Regions from separate parts of the Anser cygnoides genome. Here regions 2 and 3 are each linked to region 1. The links are chromatin contacts, called in public Hi-C maps. All regions are on one chromosome and are shown on one strand. Each heading gives the region's core, a stretch centred on a gene start, on an enhancer-like site or on the middle of the called end of the contact. The rest is flanking DNA. Distances are from core to core; before and after follow the strand shown.

Evidence for each region. Hi-C and Micro-C count contacts between places; a contact is called where the count stands out from the background.
Region 2: a contact with region 1 is called in a Hi-C map of liver, with 3 times the contacts expected there. The contact joins the promoter of MACIR here to the promoter of PAM in region 1. A contact is called at or near these places in 2 of 7 Hi-C or Micro-C datasets (both in liver).
Region 3: a contact with region 1 is called in a Hi-C map of liver, with 19 times the contacts expected there. The contact joins the promoter of PPIP5K2 here to the promoter of PAM in region 1. A contact is called at or near these places in 2 of 7 Hi-C or Micro-C datasets (both in liver).

Annotation. Positions count from the first base shown.
Region 1 is chrZ:25,470,703-25,474,908 of Taihu_goose_T2T_genome, forward strand. PAM (peptidylglycine alpha-amidating monooxygenase) reads left to right here and starts at 1,813. Exons shown (of 25, transcript XM_048050219.2): 1 at 1,813-1,935.
Region 2 is chrZ:25,690,764-25,694,969 of Taihu_goose_T2T_genome, forward strand. It overlaps MACIR (macrophage immunometabolism regulator), which reads left to right and starts at 1,996. Exons shown (of 3, transcript XM_048050236.2): 1 at 1,996-2,234.
Region 3 is chrZ:25,631,340-25,635,545 of Taihu_goose_T2T_genome, forward strand. It overlaps PPIP5K2 (diphosphoinositol pentakisphosphate kinase 2), which reads left to right and starts at 2,247. Exons shown (of 31, transcript XM_066988460.1): 1 at 2,247-2,362. It overlaps GIN1 (gypsy retrotransposon integrase 1), which reads right to left and starts at 2,495. Exons shown (of 8, transcript XM_066988477.1): 1 at 2,349-2,495.

The DNA of each region.
Region 1 (4,206 bases), core at 563-3,062:
GCCTAAAAGGGAGGTGGAAAAGGAAATGAGCTTCTCTGCCAGAAACAGAGGAGATGATGCTCAAAACAAAGAACAAAACAGCTTTCATTCAATTTATCAATGAATCTATGTGTTTATTCATCCAGCTAAAATATTTCATCAATATATATGCTAGCAGCCTTTATGATTTAACATTTACTATAGCTGTTTGCCGGTGCCAATACTACTGTGTTTTAGAAGCGCACACAGGAGGACTGCATGACTCAGAAGCTTTTTGGACGCATTCAAATAATACTTTCTCATACATCTATAACCGGCATGTGGCAACTCCGTGCTTGGCACTCATAATGAACATCTCTGACAGATGAATGAGTACACTCGACGCAAAGTTTAGTACATAAAATTCAGTCCATTCCTGCATGCAATAAAGTCTAAGTGCATTATCATGACATTGTACCCACAGACCAAATAAATCCTTCAATTTGATATAATTTTCACCTCAAATTTAGTTACTTAAGCATGCATCTACTTTCCAAATATTTGAAATATTTGTTGAATTAGGACCTAATGCAGGAGTCTATAGATTTAAAGAAAGGGTTTGCAAAGTAAAGAAACATGCCCCTCCCCCCCCCCACCAGTTTTATTTCCACAAAAGCCTTATAGTAATTTATCTTTTATGAAAAAGAACATTTGGAATACTTTGTCTTTATCAAAAAGACATTAAAGTATATACCCAATCATGTATGATGACAAATATTTTTAAAACTCGGTGAAGTCAGCCTCACAGGAAATTAGAGGGCCTAATGCGTGGTAAATTTATTTTTCCGCACTTCATGCTAGGAGGCTACAGCCTAAGTTGCAAAATAAAAAAGCTGTTTTATTTTTCTATGCCAGAATATATCATATTCAAAGAAAAGGACAGGGAAAGTCTCATCTCAGGGTTCAGAAGATGAGGAGGCAAAAGTTAAACAGCACGTTTTAATGTATTCATTTTATGTGCTTTGCGAATCAGTACGGATTCATTTGGCAAAGAGACAAGTAACATAACTGAAATTAAAGTAAAAAAAACAAAAAACAAAAAACAACATTCAAACAACACTCAAAGTAATGAAAGCAATACAGGCAAATGGAAGTAAGTACAGCAGAATTATTTAGAGGGCCATTAAACATTAAGTCTAAGGTAGATTGTATAATGTTTACTATAGGAGTTGGCAGCATTTCCTTAAATTAGTGACCTCTTCTATACAAAGGTATTCACAAAAAGCCGAAATGTTGATTTCTTCCAACTTTGAAGATAGCACTTTGAAAAATCCGAAGCAACATCTTAAAGAAAATCTTCCTCAATGTTCCCAATTCCTTTTCAAAAAGTCGATAGCATAATTCGTCAGTGCTTTTCAATTTCCCTTTTCAAAGGCTTTGGCTCCGTGTACTAATACTTGCAGGTCAGATGTCCTGCACTCACAAGAAGGGCTGGTTTTTGAGGGCCCTGGTATTCCCAGAAGACAGCCCCAGGGAAGGTTTGCATACCCAGGACTGTTTGGGGCTCCTTCCACGGCCCAGGGTAAGGCCCGAAGCCCTTCGGCCGGGCCTTCAGCTTCCCGGCCGAGAGGCGAGCAGCCCGGCACAAAGTTACGCGGTACCGGCAAGGAGGAGGGCCGCCCGGCCATACGGCCGTGCCTCTGCCGGGAGCCCTCGGCACCTCGCCGCCCGCCGCCGGGGACCGAGACGCCCTGATCCAGCTCGGCCCCGCCGCCCGCCACTGCTCGGCAGAGGGCGACGTGCACGGCGCCGCGTCCCGGTCGGGGCGGTGCGGGCGGTGCGGGGCGGGGGGTGGTGGCGGGGCTGTCTCCACCCCGGGGCGGTGCGGGGCGGTGGCAGGAAGGGGTCGCGGCGGTGGCGGCGGAGCGCGGCAGCCCCGGGTGTCACTGCCGCCGCCAGCGGAGCGCGGCCGCCGCGGTGAGTGAGTGGGGACGGGGGGCGAGGAGCAGGAGGTGGCTGCGGCGGTTTGCTCCGCCGGTGGCTGCGGACGGAGGGGCCCCGGGCGCTGTGCCCCGCCGGACGGGACGGGACGGGACGGGACGGGACCGGACCGGACCGGACCGGACCGGACCGGGCGGGACGGGGCCGCCTTCCCCGGGAGGGCGAGGGCCCGGCCGGCGGGGCTGGAGCTGCCACAGGGACCGGGGCCGGGGCCGGGGCCGGGGCCGTGCCGCGTCCCGGCTGGCCGGTGGTGGCCGGTCCTCAGCCGGAGAAGTTTCCTCCGGGGCCGTGGGGACGGAGACGGCGGCGCTGGGCCCCGGGTCACCCCAAAACACCGAGGGGTCTCCGCTCGCTGCCGCCCCGAGGCGGGTCTGAGCCGCGATGTTATGGCTCCCACCGCCCTGCGAGCGACGGCTGTCGCTTTCCTTCTTTCTTTCTTTTCCTTTTTTTTTTTTTTTTTTTTAAACTCTCTTATTTTGTGGCTCACGCACCCGTCCGGGGTTTGTTCGCCTCTCCCCCAACTTCGTGGTGGTGGCTGCTGGAGGGGCCCGGTGACACCGCTGCCGGCCTCGGGCTCCGCGGGGAGGGAGAAGAGAAAAGGGAAAAGGGAAACCTCCTCCGGCAGGCAGCGGTGTGGGCAGGGTGCTGGCGCGGGGACTGCAAGTTCTGACTGGGGGAGCCCGGGGTGCTGCCTCCTGGGCGTGGGGGGGCCCCTCCGTGTCCTCGCGCGTGTTGCAGCGTTAAGAGGGTTGGCACTAAATCTTGCGTTCAGACAGCTACAGCTCAGTCTCCAAATATCATTTTCTTAACTGATTTATTTTGTAGAATGTTATTGTTTTCACTGTGAGTCTGATAGCACAGCACAGCTTGGGTTGGAAGGGACATGAAAGCCCACCCAGTTCCAACCCCCCTGCCATGGGCCGGGACACCACCCACCAGACCAGGCTGCCCCCAGCCCCATCTAGCCTGGCCTTGGAACACCTCCAGTGATTGGGCATCCACAGCTTCTTTGGGCAACCTGTGCCAGTGCCTCACCATCAGGAGATTAAAAATAATTCTGACAGAGATTGGTGAGCGTTTGCCAACTCGTGCTTGCAGAAAAAATGGAAAGCAGGTTGAATTTGGTTTGAAAGCTGAGTCCTGAACTCAGCTAGTTTCTGTGATGTGCTGGTCCCACTACAGGTGCAAGTGGAAAGGAGAGGCCCGCGGGTGTGGGCTGACAAACAGCCAAGAGCACGTGGGGAACACGCACACCTTCCTCCCTCAGGCTTGTGGAGGCAGAGAGATCTGATCCAGAGTACAGGTCCACCTCTGCGTTGCTTTGTCAGTTTCCTTGTCAAGTGGTGAGATGCCCTCCAACCCACTGCGTGTCGAATAGAATAGCATATGAACTAATCTGCTTTTTCAGATGTTATTTCCCTGCATGTGGTTGATTTCAGGGAAGTGTTCGGTTTGAGAGAAATTTTCTTCTTGATTCCTGTGTGTAGATCCTAAGGAACTGTGGTGATAAAGGCATACGTATTGAAGACAAGCTTGTTCCTGGCATGTTGCCTGGTTTTACAAGTAGTCATGGCTCAGGATTTCTGCTGCAGTCCTCCTCTGACAGGTTGAGGGAAGTACCCATGTTGCGTGCTCAAGAACAATGGTGTGTACAATGAAATGAAGACTGTTTTTAAAAGTCACTAACTTGCCAGTTTTCCACATAACAATTTGATCTGACTGTCACTGATCATATTTGAGATGAAGAATTTAGTAGAGCTCCTGGGATGCTTATGTGTGTAATTATATCCAGACTTACAGTTACTAGTGCAAACAAAGATTTGTAAATGATCACAAATTGAGCCAAACAAGCTAGAGAAATTGTCTGATTTGTATGTGAAAACAGCTTCTAACAATTAGGATTAACACTTCATGGAGAAGATTACAGATTATACCATACCTTCCATGTTATGTACGGCAGGTTATACTGTATTACTCTGTTCTTGCGTCTTCAGAAGGATATCTGGAGCTGGCTATGCAGCTGAATTGTTGCTAGATTGGCTTACAAGTCTGGTCTAGAATAACATTTTGTATTCTTCAAGTCAAAGTATTTCAAGCAATTAAAAAAAAAACAGTTAAAGCATCGTAGTTCAGTGTAATGCTAAAGAGACAGAAAGAAACACTGGATGTACTGTAACTACATAGCATTGTTGAAGTTCTGTGTGTTTTTTTTTCTCACGCTGCAGAATTTGGTTTCATCAAGTAAAT
Region 2 (4,206 bases), core at 746-3,245, 220 kb after region 1:
CAGTCAGTTAAGCACCACACAGCTATGCACTCACTCCCTGCTCTGCCATCCCACTGTGGAATTGGGAAAAAAAAAAAAAAAAAAGTTAAAAATCATGGGTTGACATAAAGACATTTTAATAGGTCAGAAAAGGAACAGACAATAATAATAATGATAAAAGCATATACAAAGCAAGTGATGCACAATGCAATTACTTATCACCCACTGACCAATGCTCAGCCCATTCCCAAGAAGCAGACACATGCCCTCCCCAGCCAACTCCCCTATTTTTATTGTTCTGCATGACACCACGTGTTACGGGACATCCCTCTAGCCAGTCTGGGCCAGCTGTCCTGGTTCTGTGCCCTCCAGCTCCTCGTGCACCCCCAGCCTCTTGCTGGCAGGGCAGCACCAGAAGCTGAAAAGTCCTGGGCACTGTGTGAGCACTGCTCTGCAACAACTGAAACATCGGTGTGTTATCAGCTTTATTCTCATCCTAAATCCAAAACACAGCACCATACCATCTACCACCCATGAGTCAGTATAGAGATGAGCATGGGTCACTTCTTATTCAGCAACATCTAAAGCCAGCTGGATGGCCTTCATTTCTTCAAATCATCTCAATTCACCTTCTCATTCAGCAGTTTCTGCGACTTACCATGTAGGACTCCATACAGCAGCCTTCCGCCTCTAATGCTTTCCCACTATATGTCAGGACCCATCAGTGAACAGGGCATATTGCTTCTCATTTTCTGATAGCTTGTTATACAGTGGGGCTTCTTCAGCACATCACCTCTTCCTGTGATGATATTTTGAAATCTTTGCCTTCTGGCCAATCCATAACTACTTCCAAGACTTCTGGGTGACTGGGGGGGGTTTCCTAATCAAGCCCGTTGTGTGATCAGTGTGACCCACTTACTCCACGTAGCACCAGTTGCATGATCTTATGAGTCAAACTTGGCATGTCATTAACATCTACTTTTGTTTATGGAGGCTGAAGCGAGCATCCCTTTTGGAAAGGTAAACTGGGAGGTAGCTTTACTAAGTTGCTATCAAAATTTCAGTGTGATGTTGAAGAAGTTAAGCCATTGACAGACAGCACAGTTGTGACCTTGTGGTGTCCTGCTGAACCTGGTGGCGGCTGGCAATTATTTTTTTTTGGAAGCAAAAACCCTGGAGAGTTTTGCCATGTCTCTTCATTGCATCCAGTGATATAAAGGGCAGATACCTTTCATTTTTGCTGTGAAAATCCAAACTAAAATACTGATGGCATTGAGATCTCCAAAGGATTTCTGTTGCTTTTATTATACCTCTATTTTCTGCCAAGGGAGGCATCTCTAGACAGTATATAGAAAGTTGGGTTCCTCTTGTTCAAAATAAGTACTCGTCATATGTGGACCAAAGGAGTTCAACTCAAAGGTGTTCAACTCTTCTTGTTTTACCGAAGTGCTTATTGAAGTGTTTAGGGCTTAAAAACAACGGAAAGTAACTGGAGATGCTGGGGCCTTGCAGTTGCACTCAAGTGATGGGTGTCTTCCATCAGCCTCCTGTGAAAGGAGGAAACAATTTGGAGGAGCAAATTAAAATTAGGAGACATTTCTTGTCAGAAAGAGTGGTCACGTTGCCCAGGGAGGTGGTGGAGTCACTATTCCTGGGGGTGTTCAAGGAAAGGTTGGACGTGGTGCTTAGGGACATGGTTTAGGGGTGACATCGGTGGTAGGGAGATGGTTGGAACAGATGACTTTGACAGATTGTCTTTTCCAACCTGAGTGATTCTATGATTCTATGATTCTATGAGCTCCCCAGGCGGCTCCTGCCCAAGCCCTGCAGCTCCGCAGGGTCACCCGCAGGGGGAACCCGCACCGGGTCGCTCAGGCCCTACCGCCCCGCTTCCTCCCGCTCCCCCTGTCCCTGCTACGGCAGGGGGGGAGTCCCCACGGACCCCTCCGCCCTGCGCCTGTCCCGGCACCGGGGACGACTCCGCGGGGCCCCGTGGCTCCCTGCGGGGACGATCGGCGCGGGCACGGTCCGGCGCGAGGCGGGGCCCGGGCGGCCGCTAGGGGGGGTCGGGCTCGACGCTGCCGCGGCGTCCCGCCCCCGGCGCCGAGAGCGGGGCGGGGAAGGGCCGCGCCGGGCCAGGCCGGGCCGGGCCGAGCAGAGCCGAGCCGAGCCGAGCCGAGCCGAAGGGAGCGGAGTGGAGCCGAGCGGGGCCCCGGCTGCTCCGCCGCCACCCTCGGCGCCGCCCTGGAGCTCAGGTAGGAGGCGGCCGCGGGTCGGGGGTCGGCGGGCTGGGGGCGGCCCCGTCATGCTCGCCGTGCCCCTGCCCTCCCTTCCCTGCCGTCCCGGGTGTGCTCGGGAGCGCGCTGCTTGCGGGGTGGTCTTGTTTGTTTTTTTTAAAAATTTTCCCCTTCCTCGATCAAGAGCGCTCGCTAGGGTGATAAAGATGGAGGAGGGAGCTGCTCGGCGCGGGTTTGAAATGGAGGGAGGCGAGGCCCGCGGTGTCGTGCGGGGAAAGCCCCGGTGCGCCCCCGGTGCCGTCGTGAGGCTGCAAGGAGCCCAGCGGGGGGCTGTGGTGGGCGCGCGGCCGTGTCTGCGTGGCCCTTCGGTAAATGCGGCGCTAGGCAGCGGCCGAGTGCGGGAAGGAGCGGTGGGGAAGGAGGCAGGGCGCAAAACTTCGGGGCCGTTGCGTGCGCTGCTTGTAGAGAGATGAGGGAGGTGACCTGCGGCGTGCACGGTGTAAGGGAATGAATGGCACCTCTACTGCAAGCACCTCCGTACCTGCTGCAGGCTATATCTCGTCGGGACAAAGAGCCAGTCATTGAAAGTGTTTCAGCTAAACAAATGGGAGATCCAGCAAAGCAAATCGCGTGGATTAAGCTTGACGTTTTCTCCCGTAACTTGGAGAGTGCATCTTGTTGTTAACTACTGTCTCTCTGTGCACTGCTGTGCCTACTCAAACCTGAATATAGCATTGTTTTTGTTTACGTTGATGGCTTCAAAGTGCTATCTACGGAACTGTGTTTTCAGGCATGGTAGCATGGTATTCTGCCAAACATGCGTCTCTTGTCTGACGTAGAAGCAACGGGCACCCCTGCTGCTATTAGCATTTTGGTTTTTTTTAAGACAAAAGTCGGTGTCTATTCGATGAAATCCATCATGTTTTTAAAACTTTGTTTTTCTTATTTAAAAGGCAATTTAATTTTTTGATGAGCCTTTTTTTGTGTTATACCACTAAGTCAGCTAAACTGAAACTTGAGAGAAGACGACTTTGAAAATGAATTTTTGGCTAGCAAGAAGGTGAAAATCAAAGATACAGAGAAACGTATTCTTTGTTATTGCGCTATTGTTTTTAAACTTAACTTCAGTTCTTACTAGCTGAAGAACAAACTGATTTATGTCATGCCGTGTGTCAGCTTTCTTACAGGTGTCACAGGGTTCAGTCTTTAGATGAGCAGCGGTAGGGAGCGGCCATTACATGTTGGCTGGGAACATCCCCGTAACAAGGGTGGGTCTGGGGCAGCGTTCATATGCAGCTCCAACCAGCAAGGAAGTGGCATCGCCAGCTGCAAGGACCATACCAGTTTCAGAAACATAACCCTCTGTTAAACTAAACATCTGATATTTCTTGGTGAGGAGGGATTACATGGCCTTCTTTCCCACCGCTTTCATTTACTTTTCCTGCTTGCTCAGTCTGCTTATACAAAATTCATCAGCCTGGACCCGCTCCTGAAATCCCATCTGTGCAGGCGCGAGCTGTGTCAGGCTGGCCTGGCCTGCGGGCTGTCATGGCGGCATGGTGATACAGTCGCTCGTCCTTCCTCGGTAACTCATTCACCATCCTCTGCTGTCTGTAAGGGTACTTGTAAGGATGGCCATACTTGTCTGTTTAGGGCTGAATTAATAACAAGAGCTAACAAACTAGGTAACTGGCTCTTGCAAAAGGAAGGTATATTAGAAATGGAATCAACCTTCTTTTGCAGAGCATGTAGCAGCTCGTTGTTCTGCTCGCAGCATGTGGCTTACCTGATGGTTGTACCACCTGGCTCAGGGGTTTCTCCCTCCCCTGCCCACCAGGGCAGTGCCCTTCCTTCCCACCAGCACACCTAGGGCTGCCCTCATGTCGTTCTTGCAGCTGCAGAGGGGACTGTCCTTCCGCATCTCATCCTGAAGTCACCACGCTGGCTCTGCTGCCGCAGTCATATCTGATTGTCTGAGTTTCCTGAGGCC
Region 3 (4,206 bases), core at 997-3,496, 160 kb after region 1:
GCCTCCTACAAGAGCAGGATCAGACTTGGAGTCTGCCATGTCACAATTTTTTAATGAATGCTCGTTATCCAGAGCATTCGCTAAATTTCTTCCTTATCTTTGCAGCGTCCCAAGACTACACAGTGTGGCAATGCATAGCCTGCTAAAAGCAATAATCAGCCTGTCTGCCCTATCTGCTAAGTGGCACATGATTGTGGGGAAAATGACAATATCCAGTCACTCCAGCATCCATGCAATTTCATCATGCGGTGATGCTATTTGAAAGCTTAATGTGTAAGTCAGGATATTTATTTTCCAATTTCAAGATTCTCACTGCCTTTACTATACGGGGAGTTGGAAAGAGGTAAAAAGCTCTACCGTGATTATGTCTGCTTTTAGTCACACTGTTTCTCCCAGAAAGTGAAATGCTGTATGTTATTTATAGAATATCATATTCCTCGTATATAGCTGGGCTGTGTTATCAACATCAAATGAATGCCAGGAACTTCACATTCAAGCAATGACAAGACCTTTGCCCCACTGAATACTTCGTTTTACATAAGCAAGACCTGGCTTTCACAAACAGCCAAGTCTCTTGTCATTCAACATTACAATTTTAAAGCAGTTCTCTCCTAATTGAGAGAACTTGTACAGATAAAACGCTTAGCAGTACAACCCTCTCTACCAGGAAAGAGGGTGTTTCAGAATAGGAAGGACTGAAGCCAGAACATGGCACTGTTTCTAGCAATCTTGGCTGGCAGAGCAGTTTCTTGGAAATTTAGAGCTGATAGTACAAGCCAAAACAGCTGACAGAATTGGTAAATTGGATAAGAGCAGGAAGGAAGGTGAGGCTACCATGATAAGAGTATTATTGTTGTTGTTTTAAAGCAGTTGATTAACTAGCATATCTGATAAGAAAAGATTATTTTAACTGTTCTTCACCAGCACTCTATTTACAAGGGATATGCACTTAAGCTTCGCTCAGGGCTTCTCCTGAAGGTGAATCAGCAGTTACCCAAGCACATCTGGAAGTCAAAAGGTATAATTCCTCACTGAAACATTGGGATAAAGGACCATTTTGGTTTTACAGATTTTCACATATTGCAAGAAAACACATTCCAGAACAGCCTGTATTCTTTCAGTAGTTTTTGCTCATCATGCACATCTTGTTTGAGACAGTGAATGTTCTCTATGCAGCACATGGCTGTGGGCTCTAAAAAATAAAAATGTTGCACAGCCATAAGACACATCTGAGCAGGACCACAGCTCATACTTCAGCTGAAGAGAAGTTGTCTTCATTCCTGCTGTGTCAGTTTCTGATATAAAAACTGGGTAGAGTGCACATAAACCAGTGAAGAAAGAACACATGATGGAGCATCCACATGCATTTAGAGTACTGACCAGGATCCTAAACTATCAAATTTAAGTACTGGAGCAGACTGCTGGATCACTGCCTAAAAGGAAGACATTAAGTGCGCTTCCTGCCTTTATATTTGGTTTCCTGAGCCCCTACTCATTTTTCCCCCAATACTACGGTCTTTATAGTTTGTTTTGCTCTATCTTGGGAAAAAAATAAATCTGAAGACAACAAGTTATGTGATCTTCCAGTTTTATTTCGGAATAAATCATTGCTACAGGTAATTCGTATGCTACCTCTGCCAGTATTTGTAACTTATCTAGCACTCTATAAAAATGATGTAATTATACAATCAATAATCAGTTCCCAACACTTTTTAAGTAGGAAAAGAAAGCACTGCTTTACAGTCAAGGAAAATATTTAGTCAAAGAGATCGAAAGTTTCCTATAACCCGGCCTCTTTGTTTGAGTGTCTTAGCCAAAGCAGTGGTAGCTCTTAAGACTCGGCTAATTCGCTTTTTAACATCCAGTTTCCCTCAAAAACACTACGGTAACTGCGAGGCGCTTTCCATCCCAGGAGCCAGCACTCCTGGCCGCGCCAGGTGCCCCCCACAGGGGCACCTTACAGCACCTGGGCGCTACGGGAGGCTCGCAAGATGGCGCCGCCCGCCCACGGCCACGTAAGGCAGTAAGGGCCCGCGGCCATCGCGCGGCGAGTAACTCGCTAACGCTGGGAAGGAAAGCGAAGGGAAGTGGCCCTCACTGCCAACCTCCCGCCGCGCCCCAGCCACGCCCCCCTCCAGACTACAACCCCCATCATGCACCGCGCCGCTCTCAGCCCCCCCCCCCCCACGCGGGGCACGCCGGGAGCAGGCAGCTCGAAGCGGCAAGGCCCGCACATGCGCGGAGCGGTGCCGACGCGATCTTTTTTCCTCCCCCCCCACCTCTCCCCACCCCGTCCCGCCCTGCGCGCCGCGCCCCTGGCCAGCCGTGGGGCGCCGCCTTGCACGCACCTGCTGCAGCCGAGGTACCACGGCCGCTCCCCTCCGCCCTCCTCACCGCGGCGGCTGCCACCTCCCTCGCGGGACTTATGTGGCGCCCCCGGAAGCGCGGCGGCAGCTGCGGACAGGGTGGGGGCGGGCTGCCGCGGGGGGCGGGGCGAGGCGGGGCGGGGGCGCGCGGGCACGAGCACGCACGAGCACGGGCACGAGTACGGGCACGAGCACGAGGCGGTGGCGGCTCCTCCATGGGAGCCGGCGGGGGCGGGGACGGCGCCGGGCGCGGCGGCGGCGCCACGCACAGGTGAGGCGAGGCGAGGCCGCGGGCGGTTGATGGCGGTTGGCGGCGGTTGGGGGCCCTCACAGCGCCCCCCCCCCCCCCCCCCTCGTAACGGCCCCCATCGAGCCCCACGGCTTGTGGTTCGGGCAGAGTAACAAAGCCGCTCGGGTATGAAGCTGGTCCTGGTAGGGGCAGCCGGCCGGTGCGACGGGACGTGTTTGTGCTTCACCCGTGAGAAACGTGGGGTTTTTGGTGCCGGTTCGCGTGCGCTGGCTGGCCGGTGCTTTTGGCGAAGGAGTTTTGTGCTCCTGGCGGCTGTGGTTAGAAGGGAGCAGGCCCGCAGGGGCTGCCGGGGCTGTGGTACTGGGCTTTCGCATCTCTGCAAGTATAAAGTCAGAGTAAGAGGCTCTTCTGTCCGCGAGCACGCGGGGAAGCTGTTTTCACGTCTTTGAATCGGATCTCTAACAAAAGCCGGCCTTCCTCGGAACATCCAGAGTTGCTGCAAATATAGGTGTCTGCGTGAGATGTGCCTGGCAAGGTTTGATTAGGAAATGAACTTGACAATTAATGATATGGAGGTTATCTGTTCTGTGGCTGTGCGGGAGCAGCGCTAGTGATGCATGCCAAGCATCGGTTTGTTTGCCTGTTTTTAAAAGTTCTCCTTTTCTGTCTGAGGGATGACAGTGATGTTTAGCAGAATGCTTTTTTTTTTTTTTCTTTTTTCTTTTAAGGCAGTTCTGACTCTTGTGTTGAATGATTTTAGTAGTTGACATTCCCGTTTCAACTCTCTGACTGCTGAAGGGTTGAAGGCTGTGAGAAATGCAGTATTTGGGGTGCCTCATTTTAAAACTCTGAGTAAGTTTCAGCAGACCTCCATACGCGTGCTGAAAAGTTGTACTTTTAAGCAGTGAGATGTTAGGAAAAAAATGGTTCTGCGAGTGAATAATTTGATGAGGGAAAGATATTTGCATTGAAAAGATATTTCACTTTGTTAACTCTAAATGTCTAGAAATATTTTGCTTAACTGCAGAATTACTAGGAAGGAAATCAAATACAGGTAAGTCAGCAAGCTAGTTACTGTCTGAAAACTATGGCCATTGTGTTTTAAGACTAGAAACCTCATTCATCGACAACATAAAGGGCATGTCTTTGCTCTCTATAAGCTGGCTTTTTAACAGAATCCTGGTTCATATGGTTGTGTGGAGCTGTAAAGTTTTAGTTGGCTGGGTTATGCTGCGGTGATACAGAGGGTCAGGTTGAAACCCCACTTTAGGCACAAGCTTGTAGGTAGAACAGTTCTTGGGTAAAAACATCCATGTCTCTGGCAGATTTGGGCAACTGCAGTTAGTTGTCCAGTCCAACTATGTTATTTCAAGAAATGTAAGCAAGCAGCACTAGCCACAGTTGTTTCCAGTAGAAAATGCCAGTAAGGTGGGTATTTTTGGACTCCTGTTGGTCTAGAGCATAGGCATCACACTGGTAAGTTTTGGCACAGTAGGTATCTTCTGCTTGGAACCTGGAGCAGGGAGCTCTCTCCTGTAAGAAGAAACCCACAGCTTCAAAGAAAACTGTTGGTGGATGGGGAACGTGCAG